2 separate regions of the Mus musculus genome follow, and region 1 is linked to region 2. Evidence: chromatin contacts called from public Hi-C data. All regions are on one chromosome and are shown on one strand. The core of a region is the stretch at or near the end of the contact, and the rest is flanking DNA. Distances in the headings are between cores, read along the strand shown. Region 1 has its middle 46 kb from the start of H2-M10.3. Region 2 has its middle 29 kb from the start of Rpp21.

Region 1 (4,840 bases), core at 200-2,699, 190 kb before region 2:
GTCAATATATGCATGAGGATGTACACAATAACACCTGACATACTGGATATCCCTGGAGCTGGAGCAACAGGTGTTTGTGAGCCACCCACAAGTGCTTGGAACTGAACCTGGGAACACTGCTATCTCAACAAGCTATAGTAGCCACAAATTCAACTCTCCAAACCCAAGAACACAATTTTGTCTACTTTCTTTTGCTGGATCCCAGAGCCTGGAACAGGGCCAGGCTGATGACAGACTCCCCAACAGTTACTGAGGACTAAATCTCAGGAGCAGGCTGTGGCTGCTAAAGGTAGACCTGGAGCAGGAATATAGCGGGGATTGTCCCTTTCGTGAATACAAGAGGGACATCCTACTTACTTCAAGACAAGAGACCTTGACCAGTTCTAGAGTCCCCTGCATACATGGGGTACAGCACCAAGTTTTGGGTAAGCGAAGAAATCTGAGGCACAGAAGATCTTACACTGTGAGGTAGTCAGAAGGGAGGGGACATCTCAGGAACAGGAAGTCCTCCTCATCCAGCATTCCAGCTGCTTCCTATCTCCAAGTCATGCCCAGGCCACAGCTACCCAGCCAAGGGAGCTGCCCCATGCCACAACACCAAACTTGGGCACCACAATTAGGCACCAATACCACATCAGAACCAAGGAACAATGGGTGTGTGGTCATGGATGTGACAAGGTGAGTCTACATCTGCATAAGACCCAAGCTGGGGACAAGGAGCAGGATGCCTGGCTCCTCACAAAGAACTGTGGATTATGATCATTGAATTCACAGGGTAGAGAGTCTCTGTCTTTTAGTCTACCCTGCATTTGAGGAAAACTGTGCTATACCTAAGGTTGGAGGTTAATGGAGGGATCCTGCTGGTGTCATGGGGGATAGTGAGCAGATGTCTGGGCTCAGGGTCATGAGAGCCCTGCTAGTATCACTTTATCATTCTCAGTTCATGCTACTTCTAATCTAGGCCCTCTGAAGACAGTCTCCATGACCTCTGACAGAGCAGCCAACTCTCATCCCCTTTATCTCCCTTAGATCCTTGTGTTCCAGGAAGCCAAGACTTTGCACAGAAGGCCTGGACCAGTCAAGAAAGCAACATGACATTGTGGCACAATGAATAAGAGTACAGGGACCCCAGGATCAAGGACCAGGAGTACACATAGTCCTCACTTCCCCATGCCTACTTTGATTCTGTCTATGATACCTGCATCTGGGATTGGAGCCAGAGGATATTGTGAATAGAAGCAGAAGGCAAGGAACCAGGAAAAGCCACTCATCCACACACAGTGCTCCCAGGATACTAGGCCTAAGCGCTGGGTTAATTAAGGAAGCAGGGCTCTGGAAATGCTGTTCCCATGAATTAACCTTTCTACAACTCAAGCTAAAGACACTGTCATTGTCACTGGGGACTCACACTCTGCCTATCACACAGGATGAGGACCATGACATCATGTGCCCTCCATCATGTCCACTCAGCTCCTCAAATTGCAGGGACAATGACCCTGAAGCCAGCAGTGTGGGGTCATGAGACTGCAGGAAGGATTGAGGATGAGTCATCAGAGAAGCTATGTCTCGATTTGCCCTACCACATCCTTCCTGCTCCACTTTTTGGGGGCACCTACTGAGTTCTCTTCTCAGTCATGCCCAGAGCCTCCTGTTCTCCTCCTGGTCCAAGCCTCAACAATGGTGTTCTGGGAAAAGAATGGGGTCTTACCACACAATATCCCCAGGCTTACAATCACTGCAGTATGTCTATACTCTCTTGTCAAGTGTTGGCCTCATGTAGATGTTATGAAGGCAGAATTCAGTTTGTGGAATTCCACAGAAACAGGACTGAGCCACTGAGGTCCTTCATGAATAAGGAGGGGCATATATTGGTGGGGAAAGACTCAGAGTGTCCTGAAAGTCACAAGGTGTTCCAAAGAAAAACTGAGAAAATTTCTCAGCTTCTATACCCTAAAGCTCTTCAGGTGAGTGATCTGAGTTCAGAAGTCAGGACCCCTCCATCTTCCCACAGACAGACCAAAGTCACCCATTTCCACTACTTAAGGGTAAGGCTCCATCAAATTGACCCATACACTGGAACCTGGAGGGACTTGAGACCTCACTGGGTTTTAGCTGCAGTTAAGGGTTGAAAAGGCTTAATGGTGTGGAGGCAAGTATGACTTTGTGTGTGTGGCACTGGCAGGCAGCAATTCTGACCTCAATGGCAGGACTAGGATATCATACTCTGAAGAATGTGCATGGCCGTGAATTGCCCACAAAAGGGTTTTTTCCTTAAGGTGCTATGAGTGTGACTGCCCTAGTCACAGAGAGCTCACCCTGAAGAAGAGCATAAGCTCCTACACTGAAGAAAGCAACACTGCTCAGATGCTCAGGTACCAGAGAGACTGTGGTGATTGGCATACAACTGAAGAGTTAGTTACCAGGAGGAAAGTAGATAGAGAGTTCCACCCAAGTGCATGGAGATGCTCCACACAAAGCTGAAAACTCTGTAGGAGAGGTCTCTGCTCACAGATAAGAGGAACCCTGTGATAACCTTGATTCTGTCTTTCATCGAAGGGGGATGAGGGCTCCAGGGGTTTCAGTTTCAGTATGAGAAGGACTCACCAAAGGGTTCACCATTACACTAAGTAAATGTCTACTAGCCTGCCTGCCACCCAGCCTTTCATTTCAATGTGCATCCCAGGGTGAACCATGACATCTCTAAGGCCTGATCTCTGACCAGACATAATTCCCTTCAAGTTCTGACTCTAGGGTGACTGAGTCTCTGAATCACCCACCCAGGACCAGCCATCTGTTTTCATAGAGAAAGACCTGCAGCCTCCTCCTCTGTGCTGGCTCATGATAATTCAGAAATGCTTCAAGGAATAGAGTATCCAGATGGGGAGTTGAAGCTGCTCTGTAGAGTCTGTACCTTCCTCTATCCCAGAATGTAAAATGACTGAACCTTCCAGTTTTTCTCATTAGACTTACCCAAAGACACATAGGACAGAACTGCAGGTGATGTCACCCTGAAGTGCTGGACCCTGGGATCCTTACTGATGAGCTCAGTGTCAGCTGGCAGAGGAATGGGAACATCAGCCATTGTCCCCCATCAAGGCAATTGTTCTTGCCCTTCTTCTTAAAGCTGTGGTTATCCAAGATGTGGTGATGTTTCTGTCATGGAAGAGGAGGAGTAAAGTAAGAAAGGGGCAGGCTCTGAGTTCCAGTCTCCCAGGGATTTCAAGCCTGAGCTATTGGTATGACCTGCCCCACAAGAGGAAAGTGGTTTGCACATATAGGGGCTTACTGCTGGGGCCTGTGTGTGGAGATTTACTGTATTGTAAATGAAATGGTTGATGGATTCATTATTCTAATGATGGAGGTAATACAAGCCTCACTCCCAGCAGAGATTGTGGAGAAGGTCCCCAGTGGTAACAAACATCCAGGAGGACAGTTGGTCCTCTTAACATACAGTCTTGCATTCTGTTTTCACATGCTTCCCTGGGTCTACACTTATACATCTGGAAACTTCTCTGAGATAAGAGCTAGGGGACTCCACTGGATCTTTATGAATCAGGAGCTCACGGTCCTCTCATAAAATGTTTTCTTTCCAAAGATAAAATATGGAGTAATCTATGCTCAGGCCAACAGTAAGTACTGTGAGGCCTGATGCCCTGGGATTTGTGATAGAACAGACAGAGCCTATGGAAGTGCTAAAGCTGACATTACCTGCTCCATCTCCTGTCAGGTTTCCTCAGCTCAGTTTTTGCTAGATCCCAGTCAAGGCAATGACTAGGATATAGAGACTCCTGTCAAAGCTATATGAAGATGTGACCCTGAGGGGCCTGTGGGACTTGGGGGGGGGGGGTCATAGGAACATGTCGTGTGTTATCCTGACTCTCAGGTCAGGGACAATTTGAGCATGTGATGAGTTCATCAGAGAGTCACCACACACAGACATGTGAAATTATTCCCTGTGCTTTTCTTTAAAGGAGAGCTGCCTTGTATTCAAATGTGCCATAGAGTAATTGTTCCAGTTTTCCCCTCTCCCATGTGACTCGAAAACCTTCTGGCTTGTCACTCTGCAACTGATCTCTCTGACTGTGTTCGGGTATATGTCTTTCATCACAACAACGTGATCAAGGGAGGAACCCAAACAGCCCTGAGCACTGAGCCCTCCCTACAGTGACCTGTGTCTGTTTTCCAGCCAATTGTCTCTGTCAGCTGAGGCTGGCTTAGAAAACCCTATCAATAAGTAAACTCATTTTCACTGAATTACAACTGTATTTCTTTGTAAATAAGCTAGAGATTTCTGGTCATTGCTCACCTCCTCTGACAGCTGTTGTCTAAATTTCCCCAGTTCATTCTTTGGAGATACCATCAGAAAGAGACTGTGTCTTCCCCTCCACCATGGTCTTGAACTCCTGATCCTCATAGCTGAACCTTCCAAATGCTGGGTTTGCTTGGGTGTGCCTTGACACCTAGCTCTCTGGAGACAATCTGAACTGTGTCCACTTATGTGTGTGGAGAAGAGATTGCAGTGGCAAGTCAGATGAGATTTGTAGACAGGAAGTATTTAATTGCTACATAAATTCTTGTCATTTTTTATGCTCTTTAAGAAATAAATCACCCTAATTCAAAAAGGCTTGAACTCCTCTGCTTTACAATGAATAGTGTTACAAGGCATGCACCACCATGTCCTGCTACATTAGAAGAATTCTGTTAGAGAATATTTTTAGTATTAAATAATATTTGACACTGTCTTAGATTTTCTTTTGCTATGAAGACACACAATATAGCCTCATGTTCATAGATTCCATGTCAATTTAACAGAATCAAAGAGAAAAAAGGATTCCATAGA
Region 2 (4,903 bases), core at 1,045-3,544:
GGGCGTCTTTGCGCCGCACGCGGCCGCTAGGGGCGGTCGGGGCCCGTGGCCGCCTTGGCTTTTCTTCATCTCTGTGTCCTCGCCCGGGCGGTACCCGCTCAGGCGCCGGCCCGCGGGACGCCGCGGCTTTCGTGTGCCGACGCGAGTCACCCCCCGGGGTTGCCAGTTCGGGGAGGGAGAGGGCCTTGCTGACCCGTTGTGTCCCGGCTTCCCTGGACGGGGTGGGGGGTGGGGGACCCGTCGTCTGTGGATTGTGCGTCCCGGGGCTCGCGTGTGAGTAAGATCCTCCACCCCCGCCGCCCTCCCCTCCCCCCGGCCTCTCGGGGACCTCTGAGACCGTTCCCCGACTCGTACTCCAGTGCGGCCGGATGCTGTCTCTGTAGACCAGGCTGGCCTCAAACTCAGAAATCCACCTGCTTCTGCTTCCCAAGTGCTGGGATTAAAGGCGCGCTCCACCACACCTGGCAGCTGTTCTTACAGAATTCCTGAATTCAACTCCCAGCAACCACCTGGTCGTTCACAACCACCTGTAATGGGACCCTATGCCCTCTTTGGTGTGCATGAAAACAGTGTATTCATATAGATAAAATAAATATACATATACATAAAATAAACAAATCTAGCCGGGCAGTGGTGTTGCACGCCTTTAATCCCAGCACTTGGGAGGCAGAAGCAGGTGAATTTCTGAGTTCGAGGCTAGCCTGGTCTACAGAGTGAGTTCCAGGACAGCCAGGGCTACACAGAGAAACCCTGTCTCGATAAAATCAAAAATGATGATGATAAATAAATAAATAATGAACTAATCTTACAAATCAAAAAAAGTCATATTTGAAAAAAAGGGGGTGAGGAGGCACTGAGCAGCCTCTTGACTCTGTCAGGACTCATTTGTAAGCCTTCAGTGACAAAATGCATGAGAATTCATCTAGAGGTCAACTCTTCCACCCCGCATACCCTTCACCACTATTATACACTGTATAATAATATACATTATACACCATTATACAGCATGCTCCTATTCCTTTCCTTTTTCTCCCATAGACATGAAAGAAATGCTAACAGGGTTACCTACCCAGCACAGACAGAGAGCTGCAGCTCCCAACACTCCTGTGGTGACCAGGATGGGGGCAATCCCCCAAAGCCTAGGACTAGAAGAGACCCAAAGAAGTTTCAGCCTCAAGGGAGAGATGTCCTAAGGGCAGAAAGAAAAGTCAGAGTTAGGAAAGCATCCCTTGCTTCAGAGAAGGAAGCAAGCACTTTTTTTTTTCTCTTCAAAGTTTTATTTCCCTAACTTCAGGTCAAATTTCCACAAAATTGTATTCTGGTCAATTACTAGCCTTTTTTAGCTCCCCACAATGGTAGTACCAAAGGATTTGTGAATCAGCGAGAAGAGACCACTTTAAGAAGCATTGTATTTACTCATGACACAAGGCAACAGAGTTGGGTATCTGACTGTTCAACAACACAAAGCTTTAATTGCCTCAGTGAGGACAGACAGGAAAACCAGGCTGTAGACACTCTTCAACTTGTCAGAAATCAGACCAAGGAAAATCTATTCCACACCAATCCAATCTTTTCTTTCTGTTGCCGCAATATTTTTCTTCTTTTAATTATCATATCATGTATTTTCTCAAGTCCTTCCTTTAGCCCACCTCCTATGATTGCACAGGTGGGCTGCCAATGCCAAGAGTGCATGAGGTCAATTCACCTATTGGTAACAAGTCTCAATCTCTGATAGACCAGGTGGGTAGCAACTAAAAGTACAGGGACTCCCTGGTTTTCTGATATCTTTGTTATTTTATAAAGTTCAGTTTGGGCTTCTTCTGTTTGCTACACCGACAGAGTCCACCACAAACACAATGTCATCTATGCATGGGGTATATAACTATCACAGTGGTCTTAATTTCTCTTGCTCAGAAAGTGAAAAGTGACTACATCCGGAAGTGAAAAGTGACTGTTTGAGAATTGCCCAAGGTTACCTTAGTTTTCTCAGTGTTAAATCCTTTTGTAGGCATGGTATTTACAAAGTCGTTGAACTGCAGCCTGCATAAAATTGTTGTCTTTCCAGCACAGTCCAAACCAGTGGGAAAGGACCAAAAGGTGGCAGGCTGGTTCATACCCAAGTTCTAGCTGCAAATGGTTTACCAAACTGAATGCTTTCTTCTTATCTGTTGAGAATTTCCTTTTCTGGGTGAGAGAGCTACTCGATTTCACTTTCCACCCTCTGCTGTCTACTGTCAGCCACTGCCTAGAAGTCCTCCCTTTGCAGCAGTGAGGTCTGACTGGGGGGGGGGGGGGGGACAGAGGGAGGGAGGAGCGTCTACTGTCAGCCTCTGCCTATTTCACTTTCTGCCCCTACTGTCTACTGTCAGCTGCTGCCTAGAAGTCCTCCCCCTGCAGCAGCTAGGTCTGAAGGGGGAAGGGACAGAGGGAGGGAGGGGCAGAAGAGCTGTGGCGCACCAGCCTAAACCTAGTGCTAAACCTAGTTAGGGGCACACTAGCCAGCCTCCCTAGGTGGCGAGGCGCCCAGAGAAGGAAGCTCTTAAAGTAACAGCTGAGTATGGAGAAGGAGGGAGCAGGAGTCTGCTTTACCAGAGGGACAGTGGAGGTCACCATGATCACTCAATATGGACAGGATGGAAGTCTGGACTGACAGTCCATTCCCCATTTTCAGCTGCAGATGGTGTCCCAAGATGAATGTATTCTTCTTTTCAGCTTATGATTTCTCTTTCTGGGTGATCGCTGGCTGACAGTCCTGATTTGTCACCTCACTGTCAACCTGGGCTGTCAGCTGCTGCCCTGCTCAGGAGTCTGTCCCTGGGCAGCTGCAAGCCCTGATGCTCCCCACCCGCTCTTGCTAGGGGCATGCTCACCAGCCTCCTTACACCAACAGCCTAGTATAGGCAAGGAAGGAACAGGAGTCTGCTTATCAGAGGGACTGTGGAGGCCACCATGATCACTCAATATGGATTGCATAGAATCAAACCCCACAAGGTCTCTCATGCAGCACAATACAATTGAAAATTGGCCTAAGAAGACCACCCACTTTACTAAGGGTGCTTCATAGTGTCTTCTATATAGAAATTGAGGGTCCTGAAATGAGGCTCAGATTTCCAGGACAAGAAAACACAAGGGTATGAAAGCAGAGCTCTGCCACTCAATGGTGATTACAGAAAAAAAAAATGTTGATCTCCACCAGGACTCAACATTCCCAGGACCCAGCTCAGGCCTTCCATTCTATTCTGAGTCTCTAAATAATGAGAACTCAGTCATGTGGGAATTTGACCTGTCCCCTCCCCAAACCACCTCTTCCAGGCTTTCCCACCTGACATAGACCCCCAGATCTGCTTACCAAGAAGAAGAGACTCTGGCTCATGGTGAACACTAGATCCTTCCAACCTGCTCTAGAACAGCTCTGGATAACAGGACCCAGGGATTACTGCAGATCACTTGCCCCGTGCTGCACGAAATGAAATGGGCAGTCTATAAGTGATTGTTTAGTATGTAGTGTCACTGGAGCAGTCCTGATATGAGTCAGCCTCATTAGACACCATCCAATGACATTTGTCGTCTGAGCCAAAATAGTAGCCAAATATTGGAGAGCTCATCTCTTCGTCCTGTCTCCCATAAAGTTTTGTAACTTATACTCACTTCTTCTAACTTGTGCTTGTGGTTTTAGGTTTTAAGATAGAAGGTACTGGAGGCCTGGCGGCTTTTTCAAATTTTCCGTTGCTCACTGAGCTGAACTACGGTTGGGATTCCTGATGCTGAGTTGGGCAGGTATACCTCCATTCTCTAGGGAATGCCAATGTGGGAGGACAAGAAGACCCTGACCTCTCCCTAGATCATCTTAGAATAGCCTCAACCAACAGTCACTTTTAGTGGGATTAACTAATTAAACCTCATCCTATAAGCAGGTGTCCTAGGTAAACCTAGAACCTGGTCTCTGGTGCTTGAAGGACAATTCCTCCAGTTCTAAAGAAAAACATCCATGGAGCTTGGAAGACAAGGTCAGTGGCTCAGTGGGGGAAGCAATTGCCACCAATGCCATCCCTGAGACAAACACAGTGGAAGGAGAGAACCTGGTTCTGCAAGGTTCCCTCTGACCTCCTCATCTGTGCTGGGGAAGAAGATGGACAGGTACACGACAGACAGACAGACAGACAGACAGACAGACAGACAGACACACACACACACACACACACACACACACACACAGACTCACAGTGAAAGTAATAAAATTTAAAACGCCAGAGTTTTGGGTCTTATTATAGGAAGGGAAAGAAGAATGGGAAGGAGGAAGGAAATGAAGAAATAAGATTTGTAATTGTATTTGCAGCCTTCGCTGCGGCCCCATCCGGTGCTCTCCAATGCCAGTGCTGCATCTTGCTAGCTGACCGCAAATCACAGGTGGTAAAGCACCCTGGAAACAACAAAAGCTCACAAGCTCACAAAAGTGCGCCCTCTACCAGAGGAGTGAAGAAACCTCATCGTTACAGGCCTGGTACTGTGGCACTCTATGAAATCCGATGCTATCAGAAGTCCACTGAACTTCTGATCCGCAAGCTCCCTTTTCAGTGTCTGGTGCAGAAATTGCTCAGGACTTCAAAACAGATCTGAGCTTCCAGAGTGCAGCTATTGGTGCTTTGCAGGAGGCAAGTGAGGCCTATCTGGTTGGCCTTTTTGAAGATACCAATCTGTGTGCTATCCATGCCAAACGTGTATCAATTATGCCAAAAGATATCCAGCTAGCACACCGCATACGCGGAGAACGTGCTTAAGCGTCCACTATGAGGGGAAACATTTCATTCTCAAAAAAATTTTTTTTCTCTTCTTCCTGTTATCAGTAGTTCTGAATGTTAGATATTTTTTCCATGGGGTCAAAGGTACCTAAGATAAGATTGCG

What was found. Hi-C and Micro-C count contacts between places; a contact is called where the count stands out from the background.
Region 1: a contact with region 2 is called in a Hi-C map of CD8 T cells, with 5 times the contacts expected there. The contact joins two enhancer-like sites. A contact is called at or near these places in 3 of 484 Hi-C or Micro-C datasets (CD8 T cells and embryonic stem cells) and 1 of 9 other capture datasets (embryonic stem cells).

Annotation. Positions count from the first base shown.
Region 1 is chr17:36,412,305-36,417,144 of GRCm38.p6, reverse strand. No RefSeq gene overlaps it. Among named protein-coding and RNA genes, the nearest start is that of H2-M10.3, 46 kb to the right of the region's middle. Within about 2 kb of position 1,449, at least 11 of the 459 cell types and tissues checked have an H3K27ac peak or open chromatin away from gene starts, as enhancers often do. A contact at or near this core is called in CD8 T cells, where this site is marked.
Region 2 is chr17:36,226,687-36,231,589 of GRCm38.p6, reverse strand. It overlaps the pseudogene Gm18604. Among named protein-coding and RNA genes, the nearest start is that of Rpp21, 29 kb to the left of the region's middle. Within about 2 kb of position 2,294, at least 10 of the 459 cell types and tissues checked have an H3K27ac peak or open chromatin away from gene starts, as enhancers often do. A contact at or near this core is called in CD8 T cells, where this site is marked.